Linked DNA regions of Mus musculus: regions 2, 3, 4, 5 and 6 are each linked to region 1. A link is a contact called in public ChIA-PET, Hi-C and HiChIP or PLAC-seq data. All regions are on one chromosome and are shown on one strand. Each heading gives the region's core, a stretch centred on a gene start, on an enhancer-like site or on the middle of the called end of the contact. The rest is flanking DNA. Distances are from core to core; before and after follow the strand shown.

Region 1 (3,533 bases), core at 1,017-3,516:
CTACATTTCGTGCTTTCCTTCAGGACAAACTTGAATCAAGTCTGAAAATCCCAGCGGGCTCTCATTTCCCGGGCTCAGATGCGGAGCTGGAGCACAGGAGCGGGCGCAGATGCAGAGATTGCAGGCGGCTGGCCGCCTTCCCTGCTCCGGCCCCATTGTTTGCCGAAAATGCTGAGGGCAGCAAGTCTGGAGAAGGTTTGGCAGCGGCCGTCAGTCGTAGTAAGTGCGTCACAATAGAGTTTGTAACTCCGAGCGCAGCTCCGCCCGGGTCGAGCGCCCTCGGCCGCAAGGTCCCTCCTGCTGCCTGCCCTGCGCGCCACCCCAAACACTAAACCACTTCTCTCGGGTGCAACCTTGCCGGAATGTGCACACTTCCAAAGAGGGCCTTAAGAGACATCCCTTTGAAAGTTCCACACCTAGCTGCGCGTTCTTGGCAATACCCGGCGCAAGGCTGACTCTTTCCCTCCCCGGGCCACCATGCCGAGACTCACGTCCGCCCCTTCCCTTCCGAGCGCGGCGTGTTGCGCCGATCGAACGACCCCTGCACGTCGCCACCGAGGAGGCAAGGGAAACAAAGCCGGGTCCTGGGCTCCAGGGCCCCGCGCCTGCCCGTCCGCCCTCCGCCACGCTCCGCCGGGGAGCCGAAGGTTTCGCGCGCCGCGCCTCTGGCCCGCGCTGCACCGGCCGCCGCCGGGATCATCCTCCGCCTCCTCCCGCTCCGCCCCTAGCGCGCAGCTCCCGCCGCCGCGCGGGCACCGCCAGCCCTGCGCCCCTGGCGCCGGCTGCCAGTGCTCCCCCATTGGCCCGCGCGCAGTCGCTCCCCATCGTAACCAATGGGCAGAGGCGGTGGGGGCGGCGCCTACGGGTCAGGCAGCCGAAGGCAAGGCGATTGTTGACAAACTCGCCGCCCAGCGCCGCTCAGACTGTGCCGGCCACCGCAGCTCCGGCTGGAACTTAGGGGGCCGGGCAGCTTCGCTTTGCGCCCCGCCCCACCCCTGGGCCAGGCCGGGACGGCGCGCGCTTTGCGGGAATTCCCGCCGCCAGGGCAGCGGGACATTAGAGACAAAGCGAGACACGCACCCCTCGGAGATCCGCGAGGCCACGATCGCACTCCAGGCCATTCCGAGCCAAGTCCCTAATGCCTCCGCAGTCCCCTGAAGAACTTCTCAGCAACTTCACCTGCTGTGTCCCCATGTGCTACCGAGTGCTACCGACACGAACCAAATATGAACGACCATCTCGGGTCTCGGGCATGCACATCCAGACCTCTGCCCCCACTGTTCAGTTAGCCTTCCTCAAGCAGTGCCTGCCCCGTGGGCAATAGGCTTGCGAGCTCAGGGGTCCGCCAGCCTATGCGACTGGGTCCCGGTGCAATCGGGCTAGGAGTAGTCGGCTAGCTGGGGCTTGGAATACGCGTAGCCTAAGTGGTCCTAGGGGGGTTACGGGGTTTCTTGTCTCCTGTAGATACGGTGTTCCTCAATATCCACAGGACGGTCGCAAAAGGAACCGGGCCGCCAGGGACATCCGGAAAGGAAATTGACCACTATGGCCAAACTGACTTGAATGGGTACAAGCAAAGTCTGGGCGCGTGTGATTTTAATACTCAAACCTCCGCAATGAACCCGCGTCAGCGAAGAGTTAAGTCTACCCGCCCGCCGCTACCGCGCGGCTACTTCTCCCGGGCCGTCTGGGTCGCCGCGACGCTTCCCGGCTGGACGCACTACCGGCACCACGAAGCGGGACCTCGGCTCCAAGCCGAGACCACGCGCCCTCCTTGCCCGCGAGAGATGCCTCAGCGGCCCCTCGTGCGGCATTGCGTCCCAACCCAGTCTTCGGCTAAGTGCCCGCAGCTTCAGTGCCGACAACCCTTCCCCAAAAGTGCCTTGGCACGCAGCGACCTCGACCCGACTCCCAGCGTTCGCCTCCTGCAGCCACGCGGGACAAACCAGTGCCTCCACCCGCACGTGCGACACCAGAGACAGATGAAGCCGCTGCGGCGCCTGTCTTCTATCCATCCCCAGCCTGCGCCCCGGGAGTCGCGGAGTGTTTACCTTGCGTTTCTCAGTCCGAGAATCAGAGTCAGACATTGGGTGGACGAGGGCCAGGGGAAGGGCGCCGAGGCGGTGGCGGCGGGAGCAGCGGAGGTGGTGTGAATCCAAGTGGAACACAGCTCGCAGAGCGGCTGCAGGAATCCGGTGACGGCGACGATGGCAAGGACCGCAGAGCTCCAACCAGCTGGTGACCCAGTGCCTGCGGGGAGCGAAGTGAAAGCAGCCTGCTCTTGAGACTCTGCGGTAGTTGAGCCCCCGCCCCCGCGCCCAATCACCGCGGGCTCCGCCCCCGTTTAGTCCGGCCCCCGGCAAGCCGGAAGGTAAGCCCCACCCCCCACGGCCCCCAGGCCGCTGGCGCGTGCAGGCTGCGACAGGTAGTGGGGAGGGTGGCCCCGCCGGCTGTCCTGCAGTTTGCGTGCGCCGCCCACCCCGGCGTGTTTACCCTAGTGTCTTGGCCTGCGGGCAGCTGCATGCTCGCCCATCCTCCACTCAGAATGTACCCGCCCCTCCCCGTCCGCCCGTGGCGGCCACCTCGCAGAGCGGAACTTAGGGGGCGCTCAGGGTACACTGCTCTGTGTCCAGCCCGGCCGCGGGCGCCAGTTGGAAGCCTCAGAAGGCGTCCCTCCGCCCTTGCTTTGCACAGCTTCTCAGCCCCAAACCATGAGGATTAGATTGGTGCAAGGATGGGCACTGGCCTTTGACTGTCCTTTCCTAGAATTCCTGACCTCCGGGGGACTCAGATCAGCAAGATGCTCACCCCTCTTCGTCTGCGCCTCAAGCGAGATTCTTCGTCGCCGCCGCCTTCTGCCTTCTGTCCTCCTTTAGGCTCTCCTTAGTGTTGTGTTTGTGTGTGTGTGCTGTTGTTGTTGTTGTGGTTTATATGTTTGTTTCCCTAGTGCCCAGTTACTTAAGAGGCAGAGGTGGTGGTGAGAAGGACAGTTGAGAGACAAGAGAAGCGGGAAGCTTCAGGGAGCGATGGGCGGGCACGACAAGCATATAAAATAGGGGAATGAGAAAGTTAGCTGGAAAAGAATAACTACAAGGAAAAGGAGGGGGGCTACCAAGGAAAGACGGTTGTGCCATGAGCGGTGTTGGGAGCCTCGAAATGTTTGGGGCTCACAGTGTACGCCAGGAACTGTCTATCCATCGGTCCGCCGATGCTGGCGACCATGGAGCAGCGGAGTTCAGGCCGAGCTGGGAAAACCATAAGGGGGTCGAAAAAAAAATCCCTTGATCTTCCTGAGGCCTTTGTGATTCCAACAGAAGTCTGGAAGTCAATGGCGCCATGTGCATCCCCACCCCCAGCCCCTTCTCTCATAGCGGCGGCCCAAAAAAGCTGCTCTGGAAATGGAACGTCCCACTCCCCACACGAGATTAAGGAAACTCTATTAATGGGCTACCCAACCTGCATCCAGGCTGGCAGTAAGTAGGACGTAGCCTTTTCTTGCAGAACAAGTGTTGCGACCTGCCGTCCCAATCAAT
Region 2 (3,807 bases), core at 252-2,751, 430 kb before region 1:
GAGGAGGGTGCCATTGAGAGCCTGACTCTGACATCCAAGATGGCCCTTGTACCAAAAACTGCTGAGAGCAAGCTCACAGCTGGCAACAGGTTCATGCTCTCTGTGCACTGTGACTGCAGCGTCTCATTTCCCTCTCCTGGAGAGCCAGAAGGGAGCCATAACTTAATGGCCTTTCTCTTTCCCCTAACACTCATGTACCAAACCAGAGATGGCTGCTCTGAGAACCCAGCAAGAGTGTCACACCCACCAATGAAAATGCATGGGCTACAGAACCTGAAAAGGGCCTGTGAACCTGGGCCAAGAAGAGCCTGTATCTTGGAGAAGGGCCTGTCTCCTGCCATCTACACTTCTTCCTTAGAGACTTGCAGCTATGACTCTTTAGCAGGAGTCACCAGGGTTGCCAACTCTCAGGGTGTAAGTGGGAACAACGCCAGCCTTGAAAGATGGCTGGGTCACCCATGGAAGGAGTTACAGAGACAAAGTTTGGAGCTGAGACAAAAGGATGGTCCATCTAGAGACTGCCATATCCAGGGATCCATCCCATAATTAGCCTCCAAGCGATGACACCATTGCATACACTAGCAAGCCTTTGTTGCAAGGACGGTGATATAGCTGTCCCTTGTGAGACTAGGCCGGGGCCTAGCAAACACAGAAGTGGATGCTCACAGTCAACTATTGGATGGATCACAGGGCCCCCAATGGAGGAGTTAGAGAAAGTACCCAAGGAGCTAAAGGGAACTGCAACCCTATAGGTGGAACAACATTATGAACTAACCAGTACCCCAGAGCTCTTGACTCTAGCTGCATATGTATCAAAAGATGACCTAGTCGGCCATCACTGGAAAGAGAGGCCCATTGGTCAGGCAATCGTTATATACCCCAGTACAGGGGAATGCCAGGGCCAAAAAATGGGAATGGGTGGGTAGGGGAGTGGGGGGGGGGGACTTTTGGGATAGCATTGGAAATGTAATTGAAGAAAATACGTAATAAAAAAAAAAAAAAGAAAAAAGAAAAAGAAAGATGGCTGGGGCCACAGGAGACAGCTGCTAGCAGGTCTTCGTGAGACTGCCTAGTCACGGGCTATACAGGTTAAAAACAGAGATGGGGGGCCAGGACACCCTGGTTTTTAACATATACTTGTTGCTTTGGCCCCATCTTCCAAACCTAAGTAGCATCTAGCCTTCTGTACTATGGGCAAGTTGAGGCCAGACAGTGGGAAATAGTGTGTCCTACCCTTGCCATCCCATGGCCTACCTTCCCCCAAGCAGCTGTCGCATGGCTGGAAAATTGTTGATTCTTGCCTTTCACCAAACCTGCATGAGGCTTGGTTGGCATGTTGGCAGAGAGAGCCTACAAATGCTCCTAGTATGCATGGCCCAGCCACATCTCCCGCATTTTAGAATGAATAAACCTCTTGTTGAGATGCCACCCTAGCTTGGATCACTCTGTGCTAAGCCCAGGGATCTGACCCTTGTGGAATTCCCCGGATGTTAGGGTGTGGCAGTCTCCTGAGACATTTCAGGACAATGGGGTTGTGAAAAGTTCCGAAAAAGCTGCCAACACTCAGATTCTAGCTCTGACCATGATTGAAGTTCTAAAGCTCTCTGAAGCTAGGGTTCCTCAGGAGGGATAACAATAGGAAGCAAGTTACCAGGTTGCTGGGTATGAGATGAATTCATTCTTACAGAATTAGCTCAGCACCAGACGGGCTCAGGAGTCATTCACATCCCTGGATAGGGCGTAGCCTTGACCTACTTCTCCTTCTCAGAGGGAAGCAGGCTTAGTGGGCCCCTTCTCCTTGTTGGTTACACAGAGATTTCCTTTAAATCCTTTAAGTGCAGTGTTTACTATGAGGGAACTGATTTGGATCAGTTGCTGGACTTCACAAACACATCGATGATAGATGTGTCTGTCTGTTGAGCAAGAACTTCTGGGGTGGGGCCTCCACTGGCTGGTTCTATATGGGGGTCAGATATTTCAGAGTCCTAAATGAAGCCAGCTTGTGCCCAGTGTAGTTACCTTTCTTACTGCTCTGGCAAAATACCTGACAAGGCAGTTTTGGGAGTGAAGCATTTATTGTGGTTCATGGTTTAATAAGGGACACAGTCCATCAACAGGAATCTGAGGAGACACACCACACTGTCTTGGCAGCCCTGTAGCAGAGAGTAGTCAGGAAGTGAGTGGGTCCCCCCACCAGTGAATCACTTCCTCCAGGAAGGCTCTACCTCCTAGGCTCTACAACCTTCCTCCGGAACAATGCTACCAGCTGGGGATCAAGTGTTCAAACACTTGAACCTGTGTGGGACATTTTGAGTTCAAGCCGTAATGGGCTCCTTCTGAGTTAAAGCTTGCCTGAGCTGGGCAATGCAGCCCTGCCAGTGGATGAGTGGTGGTTAGGACTCGCCTAAGGGTTCTTGTGACCTGGCCCAGCACCTCCTACCTGGGATGGGACCCTCCCCCGCCTCCTGCTTTGAACATTCTCCTTAAGTGCTGGGCTGGGGTGAGGATTTACTCACGTGCCCTGTCCTGTTCCCTCTCCCATGTGCTGACTCACCTGTGGTTTCAGTTCCCAGAACCTCTTGTGCTGTGTTTTGGTTGCGGGAGTCATGTGTGCACCTTGCCTCTTCCCACGGCTGAGGCTGAGCCCGAGCCTGGCCTTACTCCTGTTACCACATCCAGACCTTCCCAGAAAACATTGCAAGCATACACCATGCAATTTTCTAACTCGTGAGAAAAGAAGTAGAGAGTGACGTGCCATGCCGTCCATTTTTAGTTCAACAAAAATGACATACCCAAACCAACTTCTTGCTTAGCTTACCTTCTAGAAACGTTCAGAAACCTTGAGATCCACTGGTAGCATCCATCTCTAGCCTCTGCCCTGCAAGCCAGGCCCCTGACACAGGCTGTCCATCTCTCCCAACCACAGCGCTGGTCTCCCAGGGCAGAGGAGGCCTTCTCCCTTTTCCTTTGCTTTAGCTCTGGACACATTGTAGCTGGATGGGGAACCCTTGAGGAGAGGTTTTACACTTGGACTTTTTAAAAAAAGGTTTTCATAAGGGCAAAAGTAAACAAAAAAAAATGCATCCAACACAGAAAATACAAGGAAGAAAGTGTGAGCTGAAATTCAGCTCCATTGACAGAGTCATTACATATCCGGTAACTTCTGCCTGTCTGTGATGGTGACCAGCTATCTCCATCAAGGGAACTGACACCTGGTGACTCTTGCCTGTCTGGGATGGTGAACTAACCGTCTTCATCATAGAAACCGACACCTGGTGTTGTCTGCCTGTCTGGGATGGTGAACTAGCTGTCTTCATCATAGGAACCGACACCTGGTGGTGTCTGCCTGTCTGGGATGGATGATAAACCAGCCATCTCCACCATGGGAACCGACAGCATCACACCACACAGGCTCTTTTCCCACTTCTTATCTTCCTAGCCCTGGGCCAACTTCTTTCACGGTTTTCTATTTTGTTTTTTTGGCACTGGTACTAAACCCAGGGCATCAAGGAAGCCAGGCAAGTATTTCTATCGCTAGCTATACCCACAACCCCTGAGGACACATTTTTACTAGACTATTTCTATGAAATACAGTTCCCTAAGGATCTTTGATTGATGGCCTTGATTAATTATTCAGCATGCATTTCTAGGGAAACAGAACCATATATCTTTAGCAACAAATGTTCAAGAGCCAAACTGGATTTGAAGCCTGACTTTCCCGACTGTTCTGAGAAAGTACCATAAACTCCCAGTGCTTCAGTTTCTTCATCTCCATTATAACAAGATCTATCCCTTACATTTGTACAA
Region 3 (3,697 bases), core at 1,193-3,692, 380 kb before region 1:
AACTTCCACAGAATCATATCTTGGTTTGTCATTGAGACCTTAGGAGGAGGGGAAGTGGAAACGTAAGGATTCTTTGCTAGCGACACACATGTATTAGTCTGCCTTACATTGCATAGTTGAGATGCATTTGTCAGGACTCCATGGAGAGAAATGCACCAAAAATTCCTGGTGCTGTGCTGCAGTTTCTTGCTGCTTCTGTAGACTTGGGTTGATTGGCAGAGTGATGTCATCTGAGGCAAGACACATGCTAAGGAAAGCAGGTGGAGGACATGTGATGTTTGGAGGGTATAAATAGGACTCAATGGACAGTGATGGGGCCTGAGCTATGCTTGCTTATAGAGCTAGCTGTGCAATGCTTGTGCGTCTTGCATCTTCACTGAATCTTCACTTCGCCAAGAAAGGCACAATTGAGAACTTCTCCTGGCATTCCTCCGGGTTCCTTCTGCTGACTTGTGCCAAGGCTGAGGCCTGGCTGTCCCTGCTAGATGGTGCCACTGCTGCTGATTCATGTTTTCTGTCCTAACTTTACTGAACTGGACTGCTGGTGTATCCGTGAAGTGTTTGTGAGTGGATCTAGCTGCCACAGGTCCACTTCCTCAGTATCCACAGGTCCACTTTATTTTTCACTACCTCTGGTGGGTGGTAGGCTACAAGGGAGGTTAAAGCATTTATGAACTATCATTAAAATAGGTTATGAATAAATTAGAGTTACTGGGGAGATATTGTTTACCTCTGCCTCTCAGAGGGAAGGAATTTTAGCAACATTCCCATCCCCAGAGTGATTAAAGTCTTGACTCTCTGGGTTACCACCCAATGTTGGACCTGTTGGGAGTGGTTGGACCTTAGAGGTCCTGGGCCAGTGGGTAGTTTTCCTGACTCTATAGTAGTTTCTAGACAGAGTTGTTATAAAAGCCTGAGTTTGGCTCTACCTGGATCTTTGTGGCTATCTGTGTCAAGAAGTAATTCAGCCAAGTGGTAGCTTTGGCCAGCCTGTGCTATGAAGCTTGGAGTTTCATATTTAAGGCTATAAGCTATATATTCCTCATCTGTAGTCTATGTCATGTGTTTGGCTATAGTGACTCACAGTCAAGTGTGGTGGCTCATTCCTATAATCCCAGCACTTGAGAAGATGAGGCAGGAGAACTGCTATAAGATTGAAGCCAGCCTGGACTACATAGTAAATTTCAAGCCATCGGTGGGCAACAAAGTGATACCTTGTCAAATACTAAACAAACAAACAAACAGGTAGATAAATATATGATGATAGATAGATTCTTTTATTGAAATCAATACCTATTGAAATGTAACTATACATTTTACTCCTTTCTTACCCCGTCTCACACTGTGCTGCATTTGGCTGAAAGATGATGTTTTTTAACTAATTCTTACCTCTTTCAGTGATGAAGGCTGATCAGTAAAGCGTATTGTTAATCAGGCATGGCTGCACTAATGCCCCCTAAGAATTAACCTATGGTCCTGTGACTGATCAAGGACAAGTATATATTTTCTTTGCTTGTGCATCTGTGGGTCAGTTGAAATCTGGCTGCTTCTGGTTAGGCTTGGCTCCAACTGTTAGTCAGATTTGGGTCTGTTCCATGGGTCTAGTTCTGTGAGCAGCAGGACCTTGGAGCAAATGCTTTTTATAGCAAATCATGGGAGCTTGAGAGGTTGAGCCAAACTGCAACCCCTGCCCCCACAAACTATTGATGACTTAGTGATGGATGAAGGAAGTCATATGGCCAATCCAGGAGGCACCAAAACTCAGAACCTTGGCCGTATTTATATGTGTTCATCCCTCCCCTCTAAGTACCCAGCAGTAACAGCACCCAGTGAATGTTTGACCTATCAGCTGACAGATCTCTGCTTCTTCCTTCAGAGAGAGGATACTTTACTGACTGTTGGGGGGGGGTGAATGGGTAGTGAGAAGCCTGCTGGGTCCTCTGAAGAACACACTGGTGTGCTGGCCACAGGGGGCAGCCACAAAAAGGGTGCTTAGCATTGGCAAAGAGCAGAAGGAAGAGCTGGGAGCTGCTCTCAGCTTTGGCTTTTGGCCCAGCCCAGCACAGGAGGGCAGGGGAGAAAGGAGAGAAGGTAAAGATCTCCTGAAACTCTGCCTGAACCAGGCCAAGAAGGGACATGATGACTTTAAGAGTCTGTGTCTCTTTTTATCCCTCTTCCCTGTCTCCCGGGCCTGGCTCTCACTTCTCTTTTCAAATGTATCCCAAGAGGGCTAGCCAGAGCAATGGGACCTGCTGACCTCTCATCCTCCATCTCTAGAGAGTAATCGAGTAAGCTTTGTAGAGGATAAAAACCCTTACCTGTACTGGATAACCAGAAGGGGGCGCTCACAGGGACCAGAGCTGCAGTGGGTGGATGGGTGGGTGGGTGGGGAACTCCATGAGGTAATGCAGAGCCACATCCACTGACAGATGATGACCACAAGCTTCACCAGTCATCAGACCAGAAAGCAGGAAACAGCAACAAGTAACCTCTAGTGCACTGGTAACACACCCACAAACACAGGTATTTAAAGAAAACAGTCCTCGGGGGAAAAGCATCAGACTCATACAGGAAAATCAGTGACTCAGGGAAAGTGTTCACAAGAAAGCATAGAACCAGATGTGATTAATTGGATACAAGTGATCGATACATGTTCTTACAGCAATTTTCAAGTTAAAAGTACCCCCTAAAACTATAGATTAATATGAAGCACAAGTAAAACTGTCCAGGAAGGTAAATGTGGATGCTCTTGAATGTCATTCCAGCTCTTGGGAAAGGATGAGACAAAAAGATTGCCTTGACTTCAAGGTCAGCTCCGTCTACATAGCAAGTTTATCCAGACTGCACTGAAAAGATGGAGACTATCTCACAAAATAAGTAAGTAAAATAACATTTCCAAGGGGAGGGGAGACAAGGGGAGAAGGGAAGAAAAGGGAAGGGAAGGTCTTGCACGTGCCCTACTCGACCAGCGAGCCCAGAACTGGTGCTGCTTATATAGGCCTAGGAGAGGCGTGTCTCACACCCGGATTGGTTATGCACTAAGCCTCATTTGCATGTTCCTCATCTGATTGGCTACTCTCTCTCTCTCTGTACCTCACAGAGCCTCATTATCATACCTCATTTGCATGTCTCACATCTGATTGGTTATACTCCCAAAGCCTCATTATCATGCCTGGGTCAGGCAGTGTCTTTGCAAAAAACTTTACTGCATATGTACACATTGGTTGTTTGTCCAAACTTATGCGTGGTGGCCAGCAGTAGTCAGTGCCACTCTGCAACGGCACATGTGGCTTCCCACAGGAAGAGAAGGCAAAAATATCCCAGTGTGGACGTAGTGGTGCACACCTTTAACCCCAGCACTCAGGAGGCAGAGGCAAGCCTAGATCTGAGAGTCTGAGTCCCAGCCTGGCCTACATAGCATGTTCCAGAACAGTCAGATCTATATAGTGAGACCCTGTCTCAAAAAAAAAAAAAATCCCAGTGCTTACATGGAGGATATCTCTCTATGAATTATTGGCCAGGGAGCTCCCAGAGGCTGACAGAACAATATAGCCTATTGCCATTGTTTTGGGTTATCCACCGGAGAACTAGACAGTAAGACCTGATTGCTAAAGGTATCACATACTTTATGTGCAGGACTCTTAAGAGTCAAATTGGAGCTTAGTTGATTAGAGGTGCTGGCTGCCAGAGGAGAAAA
Region 4 (3,786 bases), core at 1,082-3,581, 470 kb before region 1:
ATAGAGCTCTCCTGTCATTGTCCTTGCCCACCTCTAGGTGCTGTGGCCGTCTGAAGCTCTCTTATGGCACGAACAAGAGCTGATAGCAACTTTATTTTGTAAATGTTTGGGTGCTAGCGCATTGCAAAAGCCAGATCAGTAATGTTTTCTGTGTTCTTCTCTCCAAGGATTCGTCACAGAAACAAAACACCTCCACATAACTCTGGGGCCCTTCATCTGTGTTACCTGGGGGCCCATGTGCACTCTAGGGAGCACTCTGGGGAGGTTGGAACCTTTGCTCCCTACACTCAATGTTCAGTTTTGAGAGTTGGCCCCAAGCATCTAATCCTCAGTTCAGAGGACCCACCCAGAAGTCGGTAGAAGGCTTCGAGGTCCTCAGGGCGGTAGCTGGCTCTTCTCTTCTTGTTCAGTATGAGTTTCATCCCCTCTATACGGTTCACAGCCCATATGCTCCTTTTCTTCCCCCTCCTGGGGAACTTGAGCTTTGAGGTGGCTCCAGGGGCAGCTTCAGGGGTGGCTGTGCTGGAGGCCAGCACGCTGCCCTCTTGGATAGCTGTGGGAATAAGAGCTTCTCAGTATAACCATGGATGTGGCCAGGCTGAGAACACTGGCAACCTCCTGACCACTGCTCAGGAATCCGTCACTTCTCGAAGACTAAGTGACGGTAGTAACTTGGCTGTGACTGGCTCTTCATGCAGGGACAAGAATGGACATATACCTGCTTTGACATCCACAAGTGTCCTTGTCTTGTGAGCCCTCTTCCTTTTGGTTCGCTGCACAGGGACATCCCCTGCCGAGGCATCACTGGAGGCAAGAGTGACACAGACTTCTGGATCTGCAGGAAGAGACCTCACATGACCACAAGAAGACAACCTGGACATGGTTGGGTTCTTCCCTTCTCAGAATTCCATGTGACATCTAGAAACATCTGGCAGAAATTGCTTTCACTTATCTACACATTAGAGTAGACATTGAGTTACAATGAAATATTTTATCAAGCTCCAGCTGTTCTCTGGTACCTCTTTCTGTGGATCATTCTGCCTGTAAGACACCCCAGGGAGATAAATGAATTTGCTGATCTTTTATCTACAATTGCTACAAAAGTGAAGAATAAAGTTGATGTCCTAGATCATCAGGACACCCCTTGCTCTGGCCTTGTAAAACTTGATTTAGAAGAGTTTGGGAAGAGGGAGGAACTAGGCACAGTGGTATGCTATTTCAAGTTGCATTTATACTTGGACAAGAATGTCAAGGGGCCTATGCCGGGGCCTAGCAAACACAGAAGTGGATGCTCACAGTCAGCTATTGGATGGATCACAGGGCTCCCAATGGAGGAGCTAGAGAAAGTACCCAAGGAGCTAAAGGGATCTGCAACCCTATAGATGGAACAACATTATGAACTAACCAGTACCCCCGAGCTCTTGACTCTAGCTGCATATGTATCAAAAGATGGCCTAGTCGGCCATCACTGGAAAGAGAGGCCCATTGGACACACAAACTGTATATGCCCCAGTACAGGGGAACGCCAGGGCCAAAAAACTGGGAATGGGTGGGTAGGGAAGTGGGGGGGAGGGTATGGGGGACTTTTGAGATAGCATTGGAAATGTAATTGAGGAAAATATGTAATAAAAATATTAAAAAAAAAAGAATGTCAAGGGGCAGACACCTACCCATCTTGATATTGTCCAGTTTTCTTTTTCTTTGGCCCTTTTTCCTCTTGGATCTCTGCTCAGGGACATCCCCTGCAGAGCCATCACTGGAAGCCAGAATACTGGTGACCTGTGGAGCTGCAGGAACAGAAGACCCCACGTGACCATGAGAGGCACCCACTTGGCCAATGCTGGGCTCTCCCCTTCTCAAGCCTAGTGAGGAATTTACATGTAACACCTGAAGACAGCAAGAGGAATGCTTCCCCCACCAGGTATATGCTTATCTACAAAGGTGGCTTCGAGCTGAGTTCCTACGCACCTTTTTTTGCCAAGCAAACACTGTCCGCTGGCACCTGTTTCCCTGAATCATTCTGCTTGCAGGACTCCTTTGAGGAGACAGGTGACATCTCGGATCTTCTGTCTGAAGCTACAAAAAGTGAACAAGAAGTGACCTCCTGGCTCAGCAGGACAGCCCTTGCCATGCCCTTGCAGAACTTGACTCAGAATGGTTGGGGAAGAGGGAGGGGCTGTACTGTCCCACCCTGCATTCTTCTGGGGACCAGGGGCGAAAGCGCCAAGGGTGACACACACCTATCGTTGCTTTCACAGGCACTTTTTTCTTTTGACCTTTCGTTGGCTTCTGAAGCCGTGGTGTGGTATCTGAGGCAACTGGTGTGGACATGATGGAATCCTGTTGTCTTTGGTTTCCCAACCAAGGAGACAGCCCCGCTTGATTCCAACTCCAGGCTATCTCTGTGTAGTCTTCTTTTACTAAAACAAAAGAAAAATAAAAAGTTGCAGTGGTTAAATAGTTAATGGTGGCTGAAAGTTTTTTTTTTTCTTCTTTTGAGGTAATGGGACTTGAATGTAGGACTTCACACATGCAGGGAAGCACTTCACCATGGAGCTCCATGCCATCATTCCTGATTATTTTTTGTAATTAAAAAAAATCTATTTATTTTATGGATGAGTGCTTTATCTGCATATACACCTGTGTGCCAGAAGAGGGCATCAGATTCCTTTATAGATGGTTGTGAATCACCATGTGGTTGCTGGGAATTGAACTCAGGACCTCTGAGTGCTCTTAACCACCGAGCCATCTCTCCAGCCGCTGTTTTTGATTCGTTATGAAACTAGAATTTAATCTGTGCATAAAGAATACCTCATGTAGTCCTTGTAATCTGTGAAGAACTGTAATCCACCTGCTTTACACATGAGAAGGTGGACTTGTGTAGAGTGTGTCCCCTGACTGTGGCTAGGCCACCGTGGGTTTGCCAATGGGAAGAATGGCTATTGCCAGTCATGTTTCCAGTTGGGTCAGTATGGATGATTTTACACACCTGTTTTCTTTGATATTACCTCTTTATATGTCTATGAGCCATTATAAATTCACAGGCAATTAAATCTTGTTAAAAATACAGCCCAAGTAGCCCACACTGTCCTCCTTGTGGCTCCTTCTCAAGGGCAGTCATTGGTGGACAAGATTCCTCTTGACTGTCCCCCTCCCTGTTTTCACTCTTTCCCCTTTATCTCACATTACCTTTTGTTTTGTTTCCCCTAATCTAAAACCTGATTCTGTTCCCACTGTATCACCAGTTGTCCATCCTGAGACTCCAGTGGATCCCTGACATACGCCAAGACTCTCTCTCTGAAGAAACACAGCGCAGCGCCTGATACTCAGCCTAGCACAGCATTGGGTGACGCCCGTGTGAGCACCTGCTCTGGTCTCTCAAGCTCTAGTCCTTCCAGGCACATTCAGAGTGTACCCAGAGCTCTGTCTCACAACTGTGAGGAGGGCGGTGATAGTAGCTAAATGGGCTCAAACATTCTGAAGGTCCTGTTGACATCACACCATTCCGTCAGAACCTGCTCTCTAGTCTGTTAAAGAAATGCACCCGAGGAACAGGCCATGGGCATCCAGGGTAAAAAAGATGCATGCCTGTCCCCTCTGGACAATCAAGTGATCTTCTCTTGTCTCCCTGATAAATTCTTTTTGGGCTTCACCTTGTACCTAAATCACACTGTCTAAGAATACAAATGAAACTGTGTTCCTGAAAGGGTAGATTCAGAGCACACAAGCATTGACCCCTTCATCCATAGTACAAAGCTGTGCACACAGTTTACTTTGCTGTTTGGG
Region 5 (3,327 bases), core at 816-3,315, 320 kb before region 1:
AGTCAATGGCTACAGCCATTATAGGGGCAAGGGTAGCTCTCCCACTCTCATGTCCTCGGTGCTAACTCAGGTGGTGAGGGGTGACTTGGGGTGGGCATCACCCTTGAACCCACACCACCTCAGGGCAGACAAATGAAGGGCCAGCTCTTCTGTGCTCTCACCCTCTGGCTTATCTCCATCCCCTCCACCATGGCCAGCTCTACCATGTTGCCCAAGGGAGATGCAGGGCCCGCTCTCCCAAGTCCTGCAGCTGGTGAGGGACAGGGCCAGCTCACCCAGTCTCATGACCCCAGGGCCAGGTCTCTGAACTGCGGCAAGTGACGAGGGATTCATTTTGTTTTGTTTTTACATTAGTTTGGCATGGTATCTACAATTGGTAGGTTCATGCCTGGTTGGATGCTTCATCATTCTCTCTACCAAGCTCTTCTCTGGAGAGAATCACAGTCTATGTGTATCTCAGTAGCTTGAAGATTAGGGGAAGCTCCCTGGGTCTGGTCATATGTGTGACTGAGCCCATAGGTCTCTGAAGAATTCTCTGTGGACAAGATGGCCCTGTCCACCCTGCCCATGGGCCAAACAGGGTACCTTGGCAGAATATTTAAAGCTGAGATCCAACCTGTACTCAATTCCAGTATTTACCTGCATTTGCAACCATGACGTTGTGTAAGAGGAGCACTGGCCTTGTCTGCTTGCAGGCCTCAGGTGACTCTAGACTGACAAGGGTCGGCTCTATCTCCTGGATCAGGAGAACAAGAGAGCCGAGAATAAGACAAAAGACACTCAACCCGCCTCTCTTAGTGCTGTGAGTGCAGATGACCCCTGGAGTTGAAGGCAGGCTACTAATCAATTCCCAGCATTCACTAAGACACTCTATTTGGCCCAAGGGCAGACTGGACAGGACCATCTGGGTAGACCTGGCTGCCTGTTCATGATGTTGTTGGCAACTGTTTGGAATTCGTTTTGTAGGTAAGTGGAACAATGTAGTTATCACAGGAGCTGGGGGTCTATCTTTATAAAAGAACTCTGCAGCAGAACCTCTTTGTACAATGAGGAGCCATCTTTCCTAAACAGACAGCTACCCTGATAGAACTGTATATGTATCATTTCTATATGAACAAACACATCACCTGGAGAGACACCCACATCCACACAAGTACACCTTAGCTTAGCAGTGGATTCATGCATGTAGAACAATCCATCAAGGTTGCTCTAGGCTGCCCTTGCAGAAATACTGGTTCCTCTAATCTTAACCTCTCTTGAGGCCTCTGCTTTCCGCAAGGGAGCAAAAGAAGAGATGGATAACCTGGCCTGCTTCTCTGCAGCCTTCCCCACAACACTTCTCATCCCCAACAAGTGGACCCAAGGCCACAGCACGCTATAGGGGGCCTGGGCTGCACAGTTTTTTTTTTAAGATTTATTTACTTATTATATGTAAGGACACTGTAGCTGTCTTCAGACACTCCAGAAGAAGGAGTCAGATCTCATTACAGATGGTTGTGAGCCACCATGTGGTTGCTTGGATTTGAACTCGGGACCTTCGGAAGAGCAGTCGGGTGCTCTTACCCACTGAACCATCTCACTGGGCTGCACAGTTTTGACTGTGATTCCATATCATGAAGATGGCATGCTACATTTTGGGCAACAGGTCCTCCCGCCCCCTCCCGACATCATGTGTTCTTCTGCATGGATTTGAAAGCAAATCTCCGCTGAGATGTCCAAACTTGTGTGTGGAAGTTCAAATGACTGATTGTATCTTCGGCTTAGAGAATGGATGGGGGTGGGGGCTGGGGGAATTTATTCACATTTTGCCAGGTGTAGGAAGGAGAAATGACAGTCCTCAGGGGCTTCCTGTGCTGGGTACAGTGGGGTTGATTTTACTCTTAGAAAACCAAGCCAGAAAGACATTAAGTGCACAGAGGCAGCTTTGTGGCCTGTTATCCAGAGAGACAGGATCAGGCCAAGGATGGCGTGGCCTCCACTAGCCACCTGCTCATCTCTCTGACCAGTTCCGGAATCTGAGGGTTCTAAAGCTTTTACAGATCTGGGCTGAGGCCGGAACCGCCTCTGAGCATTTTGTAATTTCCCTCAATTTCACAACTTCCCTGGTAAGTGTTCCTTCTCCAAACTCAGATATACCAAGTTCTTAGAAAATGAAGAATAGATGACTGAGCCCCTCCCGCCACCTTTGTCCTGAGTTCAACTGCCATGTTCAAAGGCTGGAAGGGTCTGGTGTGGAAGGAAGAACTCAGCCCTGAGTTCCCACAAACTGAGGATCTTTTCTTAGATCCTCCCCTACGTAGTTTCTGAACTTGAACAAGTATTACAGGCCCACCTATACATGGGGCAGAATGTATTGCCAAGATGCTGTGTGGGCTCCAGATCTGGGCCTAGGGTTTTTCTCACTGGTGGCCAGTGATGGCTGCCGAGGAGCTCACTTGAGGTGTTTAGGAACCATCATTAAAAATAAGGCTAGAAAAAAAAAATTTTTTTAATTAAATTAAATTAAAGTTACAACCAGCTCTAAATGTTTTGAGTCTGAAGGCTTGACCCAAGGTCTTGCCATCTCATTTCAAAGCCTTCTCTGGGGCCCTTGAGTTGCTCACTGCTTAAGCATTGTGTCTGACTCTCCTCCGCTGCTGAACTCATCCGGTGACTGACAGCTCTACAAGCCTCATACTAAAACCTCACCTCCTCCTTTAACTGCCAAACCTCTTTTACTGCAGACTTTAGAGTAGAAGCCACTCTGTTCTCTGTGTTGTTTTGTCACATCGGTGCCAAATCTTTGAAAGCTTTAAAGGCCTGGACAGAATTCTGGGATCTGCCTCTGGGTTCACACACACAAATTCTGCCAAGGCCAAGGATCTTGGCAGGAAGGAATCCCTCTCGTCTCTGGGCTTGTTCATGATCGATTATGTATGCCACGGCCTTGCTTGTCACATTTTACATGCCTCTGAGGCCTCAGTGGGTCCTCCATGAACTAACCCTCTTATCCCCACCGCAACACACAATAACTCACAGTTAGAGGGTCCAGATGGGAGGAGCGGGGCGAGCTGGGGACCATGAAGAACACTATTGACAGGACAGAGACTGGTGCCCCACACCAGCTGGTCCCACTTGGAATACTTTTTTCTACTCTGCTGTAGCTACTCACATAAAACGAATGGATTTGCTCTTACCCCCAAGTTCTCTAGGTGGGTTTTAGCTGCAGAGATGGAAATTTACACTCTCCGAGGGAGAGAAACTGTGAGATTGTAAAATGTCATTGCAGTGTTGGGTCCCGAGGTCAACCGTGTTCATTCACTGCAGTCGTGGGAACATTCTCACTTC
Region 6 (3,486 bases), core at 515-3,014, 340 kb before region 1:
GGGTGGGAGCAGAGTTAGGGAAAGGAGGGGCAGAGAGTGGATTAATCCTAACTAAGGGTGTATGAAAAACTGTTAGGAGACACCACTAGTTTGTAAACTAGTTAAAAATACATTTCTTTAAAAAGGAGTTTGAGCAGAGGTACCAAACATAAGTGAGCAATTCTGTTCCAAAAAGACACAGGTTCTTACATGGAAATCTGGACCCTAGGCACAAGTTACCACCTCCCCATGGATGATTGATCAGGGAGGCTCGAATACAGGCTTCCAAAGAATATAGGCAGTTGTCTTGGCTCTTGGTTCCCCACTATAACTAAATAACAAGACCCTTTCACTGATTATAGGACACAAACAAATTGATATTAAATTGACCAGGAACTGTTTCCTCCTGGTCAGTGTTGTAGTTCTGGAAAGTGTTGTGTAGGCTGTTGGGGAGTAGGGCAATCAATGTTCTTATTTACTGGACCCTGATTGTTATAATATTGACCTATCAGGCGATACATGTTTACCGGTACAATAGCGGCAAGACTGTTTATGAAGGTAACAGATGTTCTCTTCATTGGCTTTGAGGCCTGCTTCACAAAAGTTATACCTGGTAGCTTAAACACTGTCAAAACCCAAGGCTAGAGATGTCACTAGCCCAAGGGGAGAATCTATTAGTATTGTTCTTCTAGATGGTGGTTAATGTAGAGACTCCCAGCTATTCCAAATGCTGAGACCAGGCTACTGTGAGTACTTAGCCACAAATGGGACTTGTACAGCAACCCTCCCTCTCTAAGGGTCAGGGAACAGTGCGGACAAATGTGTGGAAAGATTTCTTAAGTCTGCTTTCGCGGATTACAGTGCTAACTAGCCTCACATTAATGTTTTTGGTTATTAACTATGCAGTTTTTGTCCTCATTCAGCACCATGGACTTTCTGAAATTCAAATGTAACTCAGCAGCCTGTGTTTTGCTTGGCAACCCACCTGCATCTCAGGGCTATGCATTGGCTTGTCCCAGCTCTACTGACATCTCTGCTGCTTGTGAAAGTCTGAGACTTGCAGATTCTCAGAAGGGACAGCTTCCCTCCTACCATGTCAGGGTCTCCCAGGAGCCCGTGAGCAGGTGAGCCACTGGCCTGTCCACCCTGCTTCTTTCCAGCCCCTGTAAGTCTGCAGTCAGTCTTCTTCTCACTGTTATTGCCCGAGATCTCAGAGCTTATGGGCTGGGCTTGCCAGGAGAAAGAAAAAATATCCACCCAAAAGACAAGAAGTTTGGGGGACCCTGGGCCACATGCTCAAGTACTCAGAGCTCCTGATCCACAAAGGTGTGTGTGTGTGTGTGTGTGTGTGTGTGTGTGTGTGTGTTAAAGAAGGTTCAAATTCATGAGGATGGGAAGTGAGAGTGCAAGGCTGGCCACCTTTCTTCATCTCTCTCTTTCCACACCTTCCTGCCCAAACTGGTATTTTTGTCTTTTATGAATTACAAGTAAGGCCTTTGTTGAAGTCTGGGGATCTAAGGTCGGCTTTGGAGGGTTGTGGGGAGTCTTTTTAGTTCCTGCGGCTTTGTCTTTCTGAGCCTTTTCAGTAGGTTCTATTCCTCCTCCCCTCCCCTCCCCACCCCTGCCACGCCCTTGGCTGTGCCCCTTTCAGCACATTCCCACACTCTGATTCTTCTGTGGCCTGCTGTTGGAACGTCTCTGAAATTCCCATGGGCTTCTGCTCAGCCAGCGCCCTTCCCTTGGAGTACACATGGGATCACAGCACACATGTTTTCCCAGACTCTCTCAGGCCGACTTCCTGTTGGGAGCCCTGGAACTCTGAGCCACTCAGTACCATGTGACTTCAGTACTGGGTGTGGCATCTCCTGGGTGAAAGCCACATCCTCTCCCTCTTCAGCAGACATGCAGGTACAGAGGGCCTGAAACTGTCACTAGCATCTCACCAATCTGGTCTACGGCTTCCAGACTGTTTGTAAAGTCAGTTTAAGCCACAGCCATTGTCAAAAGTTACATGTAATCCTCTAGGGATACAGACATACCAGTTTCTCATTATTAACAGAACACCTATCAGTAGTAACTGAAGGAAAGAGGCTTTGTTTTGGCTTACAGTTTGAGGGCACAGTTCGCGAGAGAAAATTGTGGCAGGGACAGCAACTGTGGCGTGTACCACTCTGAGGTCTCCCAAGCCCTTCCATATGCAGGTCCCATGGAGTCCTGATGCCTCTATGACACAGCAGTAGCAAGGGATTTTGTATGATGGAGGAGGATACCCTGCCCCCCGCCCCCCCCCCCCCATTACAGTTGGTTTTAGTGTCAACTCTCCATAAATTAGAATCCCCGGAACTGTCTGAACTGAAGATGTGCCCTGATTGTGTGAGTGGCTTGGGGAAGACCCTCTCCCACTTACTGCCCTTATTCACTTGGCCTCCCCTCTTGCTTCAGCGATGATTTACCCTGAGGCTGCTGATTCCTTTCCTCACAGTAGAACCAGTGCTCCTAGACTTCCACTGATGACTGTGGTCCAGGAATCTGCCAGGTTTTCAGGGCCAGGTTGGCACTGCTGAGACACACAACCTTGTGGATGGAGCAATTCCTGGGTGCTGGCTTCTCCAGTGGGAGACAGCTACTGTGGGACTAATGGACAATCAGCCTCAAAACCGAATGACTGCTGTCCTAGCCCCTCAGGGATGATTCTGCTGTTATTGCTATCTTCACACAAGCTGACTTAGTACCTCCCTTAATACAATATATGTATATATATATATACATATGTATATTATTATAAACACATATGTGTTGTAAATATATATTAAACATGTATTATAAATGCACACATATATCTTTCGCCTGGCTTCATAATTCTGTGCTTCAATTTCCTCACCTGAAAAATGAGAAAAATATTGAGACTTATCTTCTCCAAAGTATGAGGGATGAGCTTTCTCTGAAGCTGTCTACTGAGCAGGTTTCAGTGAGCTAAAACACACTAAGATCTTAGCATAAAGCCCAACACACACGTACACATGTATATGCTTAACCTAAATATACCCCAATTTCTTCAACTCTGTCACATCCCCTAAGAGTTCCATAAACCACCCACAAGGCGGCATCACCCACTAGGAAGCAGGCATTTAAGTACAGGAGTCAGAGGAGGACATTTCACGGCATTCACAGTAGGCCCCAGTTTACAATGTTTCTTTTCACTCATTCATTGTTGCTGAAAGATCTTTTCAGAGGTGTAAACATGATCATATGGAAGTCAGGAGTCTGCCAGGTTTGGAGGGAGGTGGAGGACGGGAGGGAAAAGGCAGTCAGGGGCCAGTGTACATTTGTACATCACACTCTCCTCCCACTCAGATGATGCTGACACCATGGTGATGACCATTGAGATGATGTCATGGGGTTAAAACTCACTCCAGTGACCTGCATGAAAGGGAACACTTGCCTGGGGCTTTGTCTTTCCTGCCCCATCTCCAGGTTTGGATTGCCATGATAGAATCCATCACTCAG

The links. A called contact is a pair of places that touch in the nucleus more often than the background predicts. ChIA-PET counts read pairs in DNA pulled down with a chosen protein or histone mark. HiChIP or PLAC-seq counts read pairs in DNA pulled down with a chosen protein or histone mark.
Region 2: an H3K4me3 HiChIP or PLAC-seq map of bone marrow-derived macrophages shows a contact between it and region 1, with 7 times the contacts expected there. The contact joins the enhancer-like site here to the promoter of Bcl2l11 in region 1. A contact is called at or near these places in 9 of 39 promoter capture datasets (the SN4741 cell line, cranial neural crest, embryonic stem cells and 5 more), 2 of 15 datasets of contacts at CTCF or cohesin (the NIH/3T3 cell line and large pre-B cells), 32 of 484 Hi-C or Micro-C datasets (B cells, CD4 T cells, the HPC-7 cell line and 22 more), 20 of 115 datasets of contacts at active chromatin or transcription factors (CD8 T cells, the SCID.adh cell line, acute myeloid leukemia and 14 more) and 2 of 9 other capture datasets (adipose tissue and embryonic stem cells).
Region 3: a contact with region 1 is called in an RNA polymerase II ChIA-PET map of memory CD8 T cells, with 108 read pairs. The contact joins the enhancer-like site here to the promoter of Bcl2l11 in region 1. A contact is called at or near these places in 4 of 39 promoter capture datasets (the SN4741 cell line, cranial neural crest, hippocampal neurons and 1 more), 5 of 484 Hi-C or Micro-C datasets (CD8 T cells, bone marrow-derived macrophages, cerebellum and 2 more), 13 of 115 datasets of contacts at active chromatin or transcription factors (the 230-238 cell line, CD8 T cells, acute myeloid leukemia and 10 more) and 5 of 9 other capture datasets (adipose tissue, embryonic stem cells, liver and 2 more).
Region 4: an H3K4me3 HiChIP or PLAC-seq map of embryonic limb bud shows a contact between it and region 1, with 7 times the contacts expected there. The contact joins the promoter of Spdye4c here to the promoter of Bcl2l11 in region 1. A contact is called at or near these places in 10 of 39 promoter capture datasets (the 3T3-L1 cell line, the C10 cell line, the SN4741 cell line and 6 more), 1 of 15 datasets of contacts at CTCF or cohesin (the NIH/3T3 cell line), 7 of 484 Hi-C or Micro-C datasets (the BV-2 cell line, the F1.1 cell line, the G1E-ER4 cell line and 4 more), 19 of 115 datasets of contacts at active chromatin or transcription factors (the 230-238 cell line, CD8 T cells, the SCID.adh cell line and 13 more) and 2 of 9 other capture datasets (adipose tissue and embryonic stem cells).
Region 5: a Hi-C map of bone marrow-derived macrophages shows a contact between it and region 1, with 22 read pairs. The contact joins the enhancer-like site here to the promoter of Bcl2l11 in region 1. A contact is called at or near these places in 5 of 39 promoter capture datasets (the SN4741 cell line, cranial neural crest, macrophages and 2 more), 1 of 15 datasets of contacts at CTCF or cohesin (the NIH/3T3 cell line), 1 of 484 Hi-C or Micro-C datasets (bone marrow-derived macrophages), 13 of 115 datasets of contacts at active chromatin or transcription factors (CD8 T cells, bone marrow-derived macrophages, craniofacial prominence and 8 more) and 3 of 9 other capture datasets (adipose tissue, liver and macrophages).
Region 6: a contact with region 1 is called in a Hi-C map of muscle stem cells, with 4 times the contacts expected there. The contact joins the enhancer-like site here to the promoter of Bcl2l11 in region 1. A contact is called at or near these places in 1 of 39 promoter capture datasets (the SN4741 cell line), 1 of 15 datasets of contacts at CTCF or cohesin (the NIH/3T3 cell line), 6 of 484 Hi-C or Micro-C datasets (CD4 T cells, bone marrow-derived macrophages, muscle stem cells and 3 more), 15 of 115 datasets of contacts at active chromatin or transcription factors (CD8 T cells, bone marrow-derived macrophages, craniofacial prominence and 8 more) and 2 of 9 other capture datasets (adipose tissue and macrophages).

The regions. Positions count from the first base shown.
Region 1 is chr2:128,124,771-128,128,303 of GRCm38.p6, reverse strand. It overlaps Bcl2l11 (BCL2-like 11 (apoptosis facilitator)), which reads right to left and starts at 2,266. Exons shown (of 4, transcript NM_207680.2): 1 at 2,052-2,266. It also overlaps a transcript of Acoxl not described here.
Region 2 is chr2:128,550,980-128,554,786 of GRCm38.p6, reverse strand. No RefSeq gene overlaps it. Among named protein-coding and RNA genes, the nearest start is that of Gm39928, 3.2 kb to the right of the region's middle. Within about 2 kb of position 1,501, at least 26 of the 459 cell types and tissues checked have an H3K27ac peak or open chromatin away from gene starts, as enhancers often do. A contact at or near this core is called in the SN4741 cell line, bone marrow-derived macrophages, conventional type 1 dendritic cells and 3 more, where this site is marked.
Region 3 is chr2:128,501,661-128,505,357 of GRCm38.p6, reverse strand. It overlaps Gm39928 (a long non-coding RNA gene), which reads left to right. Exons shown (of 3, transcript XR_866723.3): 2 at 2,766-2,877. Among named protein-coding and RNA genes, the nearest start is that of Gm39927, 18 kb to the left of the region's middle. Within about 2 kb of position 2,442, at least 11 of the 459 cell types and tissues checked have an H3K27ac peak or open chromatin away from gene starts, as enhancers often do. A contact at or near this core is called in the 230-238 cell line, CD8 T cells and memory CD8 T cells, where this site is marked.
Region 4 is chr2:128,590,886-128,594,671 of GRCm38.p6, reverse strand. Spdye4c (speedy/RINGO cell cycle regulator family, member E4C) reads right to left here and starts at 2,331. Exons shown (of 9, transcript NM_001310641.1): 1 at 2,241-2,331; 2 at 1,969-2,076; 3 at 1,671-1,787; 4 at 719-835; 5 at 347-553. The coding sequence starts at 2,331. Gm36203 (a long non-coding RNA gene) reads left to right here and starts at 2,759. Exons shown (of 9, transcript XR_866725.3): 1 at 2,759-3,571.
Region 5 is chr2:128,444,354-128,447,680 of GRCm38.p6, reverse strand. All of the region lies in intron 1 of Gm36154 (a long non-coding RNA gene), which reads left to right. All of the region lies in intron 3 of Gm29010 (a long non-coding RNA gene), which reads right to left. Among named protein-coding and RNA genes, the nearest start is that of Gm29010, 12 kb to the right of the region's middle. Within about 2 kb of position 2,065, at least 53 of the 459 cell types and tissues checked have an H3K27ac peak or open chromatin away from gene starts, as enhancers often do. A contact at or near this core is called in bone marrow-derived macrophages, where this site is marked.
Region 6 is chr2:128,468,834-128,472,319 of GRCm38.p6, reverse strand. No RefSeq gene overlaps it. Among named protein-coding and RNA genes, the nearest start is that of Gm36154, 4.1 kb to the right of the region's middle. Within about 2 kb of position 1,764, at least 85 of the 459 cell types and tissues checked have an H3K27ac peak or open chromatin away from gene starts, as enhancers often do. A contact at or near this core is called in CD8 T cells, the NIH/3T3 cell line, the SN4741 cell line and 3 more, where this site is marked.